Linked DNA regions of Hordeum vulgare: region 2 is linked to region 1. The links are chromatin contacts, called in public Hi-C maps. All regions are on one chromosome and are shown on one strand. The core of a region is the stretch at or near the end of the contact, and the rest is flanking DNA. Distances in the headings are between cores, read along the strand shown. Region 1 has its middle 190 kb from the start of LOC123441942. Region 2 holds the start of LOC123444565 (katanin p80 WD40 repeat-containing subunit B1 homolog KTN80.2-like).

The links. Hi-C and Micro-C count contacts between places; a contact is called where the count stands out from the background.
Region 2: a Hi-C map of leaf shows a contact between it and region 1, with 5 times the contacts expected there. The contact joins the promoter of LOC123444565 here to the enhancer-like site in region 1. A contact is called at or near these places in 4 of 6 Hi-C or Micro-C datasets (leaf and seedling) and 1 of 1 datasets of contacts at active chromatin or transcription factors (embryo).

What each region holds. Positions count from the first base shown.
Region 1 is chr3H:510,139,600-510,143,540 of MorexV3_pseudomolecules_assembly, forward strand. No RefSeq gene overlaps it. Among protein-coding and RNA genes, the nearest start is that of LOC123441942, 190 kb to the left of the region's middle. Within about 2 kb of position 2,127, at least 3 of the 3 cell types and tissues checked have open chromatin away from gene starts, as enhancers often do. A contact at or near this core is called in leaf and seedling, where this site is marked.
Region 2 is chr3H:510,332,467-510,336,407 of MorexV3_pseudomolecules_assembly, forward strand. LOC123444565 (katanin p80 WD40 repeat-containing subunit B1 homolog KTN80.2-like) reads left to right here and starts at 1,908. Exons shown (of 17, transcript XM_045121335.1): 1 at 1,908-2,179; 2 at 3,496-3,626; 3 at 3,729-3,846. The coding sequence starts at 2,149.

The DNA.
Region 1 (3,941 bases), core at 877-3,376:
TGCTTGAGCCTTCGTTGCCATCACGCCTTCCTTTGCTACTTGGGGACTCCCAATCTGTACGCGAGTACATGAGTTGGTCACTACCTCCTCCGTTGCCTTTTCGACAGCCACGAGCATTCTCTTCCCACGTCCGCAGGCGTCCAATCGCCTCCGTTATGGTCATGTCGTCGATGTCGTAAAGCTGCTCGAGCGTGCCGATGATGTACGTGAATTTGTCAGTCACTGAACTGAAAAATTTCTCCACAATCTCGGTCTCCTCGAGCTTTGCACCAAGCGCGCGGATCTCTCCCACCAAAGTAGTAAGACGCATGGCATAGTCGTTCACCGATTCAGTTTCCTCCATCTGCAACTTGTGAAATTGGCGCTTCAGCACTTGTGCCCGAGCCTTGGTGACGCGATCTTCTCCGATCCTCATCTCCTTGAGTGCGTTCCACGCCTCTCTTGCCGTCTCGAACTCCGCCAATGTCATTAGCACGGAATCCGGCACGGACTGGGCTATGGCGGCCATGGCACCTTCTTCGGACTCGTCATCGACGTCGTCGTCCGTGATTGCCTGCCACACTCGAAGGGTTCGGAGAATAATCTTCATCTTCACCGCCCACACGCCATAGTTGGCGTCGGTGAGCATCGGGTACTGGATGGGGATGTTGCGATGCGCCTGGACGTTAGCGCCGCTCGTTCCTCCACCACTGGTTGCTGACTTGACGCCCTTCTTCACCTTGTCGCCGTTCTTGTTCGCCTTGGCACCGCTGCTGCCGGACTCGACCGACTCAACGTCGCTGTCCGTCATCGTAGATCGTAGATCGTTGAGGCTCTAGATACCAATTGTTGGCTTTTGAACCGTAGATCAAATCACCACCAAAGTTTGTACTCGCAGTGTAGCTAGCGTAGCTAGCAAGCTAGCAAGCTAGTAGTTTGATGGATGATTGATGGGTGGTCTAGCCAGTACATGGACGCGTACGTACTTGAGCTAGCTGATCGATTTGATCGATCAATTCTCGACAGCTCAAAGCGTATCGATGAAACTCAGCGCAGCAAACGAATCGGTGGCCGTAGGCTCGTATCGAGCCTGTTAACTTTCTTTTGCTTTTCAATTGATCTTCTGATCTTCTTGGTACAAAGACTACACAGGGGTATATCGTATATATATTGCTAAGCTAGGCCTACTGCAAACCGACTCGGTTTGCAATACTACTACTAATCCTACTCGGTTTGCAATACTAACCAAATTAGGACACACGTGTACGTTTAGACTACAACTAGGTTAATTACTACAGTCTTCCTCTAATGAGATGAGTAAGACGCGGTGTTCAAGAGCTGCGGCAATGTTGAGAGTGTTGGGTGTGACGCAACGCTGACGAAATACATTGGATACAGTAGCGGTTACCGTAGTGACAAGTTTCAACAACTTCAGTGATCGTATTTTAATCTTATTAAAATGATAAATGCTTCCATCCCGCGCGCCGGCCGAATCGTTCGGCCAGACAGCCGTGCAACTTTTTTTTATCCGATTTTGCTGCAACCACGTTTTATTTTGCTTCAAAGTTTGTCATTTTGATACATTCTTGTTCATTTAAAAAGCTGCATCCATGGTTGGTTGCAACTCGAGTTCGTTGAATTTTTGCTATAACCGACGTTTGACTTTTGCTACAACTGTATTAATTTTTGCTACAACCAGCATCACTGTTTGATGCAACCGTTTACTAAAAAAGTTGCATACACGTTCACGTAGATATTTGCTACAATCGGTGTTTGACTTTTGCTACCACGCATCATCAGCTTCTTTTTTTGCTATGATCACGTAGATATTTTTTGCTATAATTTTTTTTGTTGCAACCGTTAACGAAAATTGTTGCATCACATCAAAATTTGCTGCATCGAGGAAAAATGTTGCATGGATAGATCTAACGGTCCCCCTCGCTGATCTGACGGTCACGATGCGACCGGCGAGAGTGCTCGCACCTACACGCCGACGCCGGTACTGACCTTTCAAAATACAAATATGAAATTAAACCCTAGATCAAGTTAACGTACCGCACATGTAATTTTTTTCCCATCCGCCGCATCTACTGTTTGCTCTCCACGGGATGCGCTTCAAGCGAGGAGAGAGCAAGCACAGTCGCACAGAGACATAATGGGGCCCAGTACGGCCTGAAAAGGAGTTGGGCGCCGATTAATAATAACACCGGGCAACCATACTTGGGTTTCTATTTTGTCCGGTCCATTCACATTGATTCAGCGTCCGGCCCTGAACTGCTGGCCCGCGACTCAACAACCAAAAACATCTTTGCTTACAAAAATTGTCTAAAAAATAATTGCTTATTTTTTTATATTTCTTCACGTGCTTGGCCACGATGGAAAGAGAAAACATGTTCCATCATTTGAGTTCAGGCTATAAACTATATTTCTTTATTTAATAACGATGTTTCTTTTTTGCGATATAAAAGAAAAGTGCTGGTATTAGCAGATAATATTTGACTTGTTTTTCAAATCGAGTGATGTGTTCTACTAAAAAAATACTAAATGATACATATGGCACGAGTCAACATGGTTCACACGTCCTGTAACCATTCATCTTGCCACATCAAACATATGAAATTAACGATTTGTTTTTGATTTGTTGACTTATTTTTTTACCTTTAAATAAAAAATCCAATTAAAAAACCATTTTTACCATTAAATCCGTCTCGATGAGATCTTTAAAACTAGATCCCATATTGAAATGTTTTGACGAATTTTTTTGGGAGGGGCAACAAGTTACCACATGTTTACACTGAAGTTGTCATAGGATTTACAATAAAATTGTCACGACATGTTTCATCTAGTTTTTTCTTCTAGATTTAAAGCTATCATTGTATTTGAAATATTTTTCATGGTAATTTTTATTAATTGGCCGTGGCAAATTTTAGTAATTAACCACGGCAAATTTAATTCATGCATTATGGCAACTTTTGGTAATTCATCATGGCAAATTGAGTTTATAGATCATTGCAATTTTAGTGTTTTGACCATGACAATTCTAGTATTTTAAACATAAAAACATTTTTTATGAAGCATGGTAAATTTTAGTGAATGTATCATGACAAATTTAACCATGGAAATTTTAGTTTATGCTTCATGACAAATTTGAGCAAGTGACCATGCATTTTTTGAAATGACCGACGACATATTTATTTTTTACTTATGAACCATGTCAAAATTATTTCATGGATCATCGCAAGTTGTAGTAATTCATCATGGCAAGTTTAGTTTGTTAACTTCCTTTTTTATAACATGTCAAAATTTATTTTAAACATAGAAAAAGAAGTAGTTGAAATATATCATGCCAACTTAAGCGTAATTATGATATTAATTTATATGCAATAGACATGATAATTTTTAACCTAAAAAAAGTCATCAAAACATATCAATACGGGATCTAATTTCGAAGATCTCATCGCAACAAATTTAATGATGAAAACGGTTTTTCTATCTAATTTTTTATTTAAAAGATAAAACATTTTAAAAACTAAAAAGACAAAAGGTTCATGTTGACATCATTTGTGCATGCATGCGATAACATGATGCAATCTATGATCATTAAACGTGTGGACCGTTATTGCTTCTATTGTACATGTGAGCATTATGATGACCATATATAATAAAAAGAGTGTTGTGTTTTGTATGGTAGATCATCACACATGGTTTGATCAGTAGTGAAGAAATCTCACCTCCATTACACGTCTGAGAGTATTAAAGGAAAATCCCTTCAGAAACAGGCTGAGCCAGAAAGCAGCATGGCCATGGTAACGCGAGCGGTAAGTTGCAAAGTACGCCCAACCTGAAAGCGTCTCCTATTCCTCCCCCTTGTGATGAGCATACGTACTAAACAAACGTGCATGAACCAGATTCGCATGCAGCATTCCAGTCCAGCTCTTACTTTTAGCGAGAGACAATCCAGC
Region 2 (3,941 bases), core at 658-3,157, 190 kb after region 1:
AACCTATGCTTTTGTCGGCCAGAAGTTCCAAAACTTGTTTGTCGGTCGCTTGTATCAAGTTTCAAAATTTGAAACTTAATAAAGTATTTAAAACCCATTAAGCCATATTAAAAATGAATCTCATCTGAAAGACATAGTCACTAGAAACATGAATATGCAAACAAAACTGAATTTGAATTTTTGGTTCAAAATATATGAAAGATTCAGAATCAAAAACCAAAAGAAAAGGCGGGCCTCATGCCCCGCCCATGTGTGCTACAAGTCTCCTTCCCCGTCCACCTTCTTAAGTAACCTTGACCTCCGTTGCATCATTTTAGGTCATCTCCGGCGATGTTCATCAAAACATCCTTACTTGTCTGCAGACAAATACAGACGCACAACGTGATACCCAATGACATCCCTTCTTGTGTGTGGATAAATGGTGGCAACAATTAGTCTATATATTTTTGTCAATTTTGAGCATTCAAACATAGACATTCAAAAGCATCCAGGTGACAACATAGTATCATACATCCTATATACATGTAACATACTAGGTAGCTTAAAACACATTAAAACTCTAGAGGCGTTGCTAAAAGGGTTGTTGCAGTTGAGGTGGGGCTGAAAGGAGGCCAGGCGGTCACTGATGAAATCGTCGTCATCGAAGGAGGACCCACCCAACCGTCATTGTTGTCCCGACGACATCTCAAATGGGTTACGGTGGCGACGATTAAGTAGGACGTGGTTATTTAGGATGGTGGAAGATATATATAGATAGATAGATAGATAGATAGAGAGAGAGAGGGAGTGTGTGTGTGTGTGTGAGAGAGAGGAAGAGGGGGGGTACAAGAAGGTTTGTTGATAGCGTCGGGTTGTCGGATCGACGTGCTGGACAGTCAGGACGTCGTGTACCCCTTCCCTTTGCTTGAGACCAAAGTGGGGGTTGTCAAACTAACCGGATCGGGGTAGGGGAGTCCGTTGGAGGCTTGTTTTGTTCATATACTATCCAATTTGCCCAAATAAGGAAACCCATTGAAGACACACTTAACATACTATCATGCGGATGATGCTCCTTCCGTGCTTGAGAATGCCTAGCCCGACTCATGAACATTAGCCAGTCATATACTATAGTTTCACAACTTGACCACCATTGAGGCCATCATCCAACTGTTTAGATGGCAACACTTACAAGACATTGCCAAACATCGTCACATTGAGGCATTACTAACTTGGGGCCATGAAAAATGCGTGCTATTTGTTAGACCTTTATGATGCAAGGTGTCTACGAGTACATATGACTGCTACACCATCTTTATCTTTTATTTTTCCATCTCGACCACGTCCTATCTGGATATGGTATTTCATGCAACCTTTGTACCGTCCACGTCATTTTTTTGACCACATATCATCCACAACTATTTTGGTATGCAATGTCACTTAATCTAACACCTAATCGAAGGATACTATCGTCGAAACCGTCGACCAATGTCCATCTCACTGTCGCCATAACCTTACGATCTTCATGTCACAATTTCTTTTGCAACACACTACTCATGGTCAACATTTCACCAAATGACAGAAATATATCAGATAGGTCTCATATCGACGGCAGGGCAAATGCACGAGCGCGAGTTGAAGACGATCCAAAATAAACTAAAACTGAATAATGCGCAACATAAAAGGTCAGGAGGTTATCCCTTTCCACAGCAAGGCCGTGCACGAGAGGTTTTTATTCGTTTGAACTTTTGGGTCGTCTCTCTTCCGTTCCGTTCCGTCCCGTTGCGTTCCGTTCCAACAGCAACGAAGGCGAGAAGAGGAACCTCTTTCCTTTATTGCGCTCTGAGTACAAAAAAGAAAAGAAACGAGACCACAAGCGGAGGAGGACCCAGGAGAGAGAAAGGACGACAAAAACTCCACTCTCCCCACCCACCCACGCCGCTCCACACCCATCCTTCTCACTGCTGCCTGCGACTGCGAGCAAGAGAGAGAGGGGCGAAGCGGCTCTCGTCTCGCTCGCCCTCCTTCCGCCCCCTCCACACAACCACTCGGATCCGAAATTCTCAACCCCGCTCCCGCCCCTGCTCCACTCGTCGTCGTCCGCGGCACGACGACCCCAGCGCCAGCGCCCGGGGGCCAGCGGCCCGGAGCGGGGGAGAGGCGGGAGGGGGGATGGACCCGGAGAAGCGCGGCTACAAGTTCCGTATCCCTTTTAGTTTTTACCTTTCTTGCTTACGCTCCGAGAGCTGTTCTTGGCTCGCGCTGTTCTTGGTTCGATTTAGCTCACGGGGGGCCGCAAGACCCAACCGTCTCCTCAGCTAATCCGGGTAGGCATTTGCGGTCCAGCGGATGGAGATTCTGGTCTGCGGTTTGTCGAAGCAACGGGGGGGAGATAGATTCATGAGAAAAGATTTACCCCCTTTTGTTTCCCCCTTTCTTGGCAACCTACGTCAATGAAGGCCCTGCCATTTCTTTTTTGAGGAATGTTGGCAGGAGAGCTGCCAAATCCGTTGATTACACAGGGGTATTACTGGAACACCCCCATTTCTTGAAGCAACCACTAAGCTAAGCCTCGAGCTTTGCGGGTTCCCCCCTTTTGCCCCAATTTAGGTTCGCAATGCCTGGCAATCAAATTGTATTTTTCCTTTGGAGCAACTACTATTGCTAATGGGATCCCAAATGTTCCCTCCACAAAAAGGAATGATAGGAGAAAAGACCAAATGCTGACACGCTTAGGATGATTCAGTCAAAAAACAGTAATGTGGATGGTGTATTTTTCGTAGTTGTCACAGACAAAAGGAAAATTCCCCATGAGGTTGGGCTCAATGGAAATTTTCCTCTGGAAGTTGCATAGTGGTCCATAGGAAAAAAAATTATGTAAGCCCTGTAGAATATATTCCTTAGAACCATAATGCTCCAAAATTCATATTAAAGTCCTTGGAATCAAAGACATCCAAGTTATTGTTGAGTGATCGACGGACAGTTCAAACCCATACTTCAGTAGTCCCTGGAGACAAAGAACAAAAATTAAAAAAATGTTTGGCTATGTGCATCTTAGTTATGCAGAGGCCGGGTGTAATGCTTAAACCATTTAAGTAATAAAGCGCCCCTTATCGAAAAAAAGTAGTTCCTGGAGACGGAATTTTGTGATAAGGAATCAAGCTGCAAGCGTCTTTTTTCTTTCAGTGCAACATGCTTTATCTGCACTTGTCCTTACCAGACATATCACCTCACTTTCCAAGCTACTGCATAATTATGTCAACTAGAAAAAAAATGGTTGGGGGTGATTTGCCTTTTAGCTTACCTAACAACACATGAGTATTGTATAGTTGGTTGGGTTGTGCTTACTGCTTAGCTGCACGTTCACTAAACATAGGACAAACATATGTCGTGTCAAAGGATGATTTAGTATGCACATCTTGCCAACCAATACTTCTACACGCAGGAAAGTCAATATAAGGCTCTGAAAATCTGTAGTTCTCAAACTTGACTTCTCCTTAACAAGTAATCTGAAACTAGAGGAGTTTGTTGCGCACGATGCTGAAGTGAGGTCCTTGGCCATCGGCAAGAAGTCGAGCCGTGTGTTCATTACAGGTGGCAGTGACCGCAACGTCAACCTGTGGGCAATTGGCAAGCAGACTCCTCTCCTGGTTTGTGCCCTATGACATTATGAGCATGATACTACAGTCCATTTTGGCTATTTTTAATTTGATTCATGTTTTGTTTTTCAATGGGGTCTATTGTTTGCACAGAGCTTGTCAGGCCACACAAGCTCGGTTGAGGCTGTAGAGTTTGATACAGCAGAGGTGCTTGTGCTTGCTGGCTCATCAAACGGCTCCATCAAGCTCTGGGACTTGGAAGAAGCTAAAGGTGTGGTTAGTGCTTATATAAAGCTCCCAAAAGAGGGTTATATCTACTGTTTTTCTTTTTCCGTTATATTGTCTCTTCATTGTAACCAGCCTTTG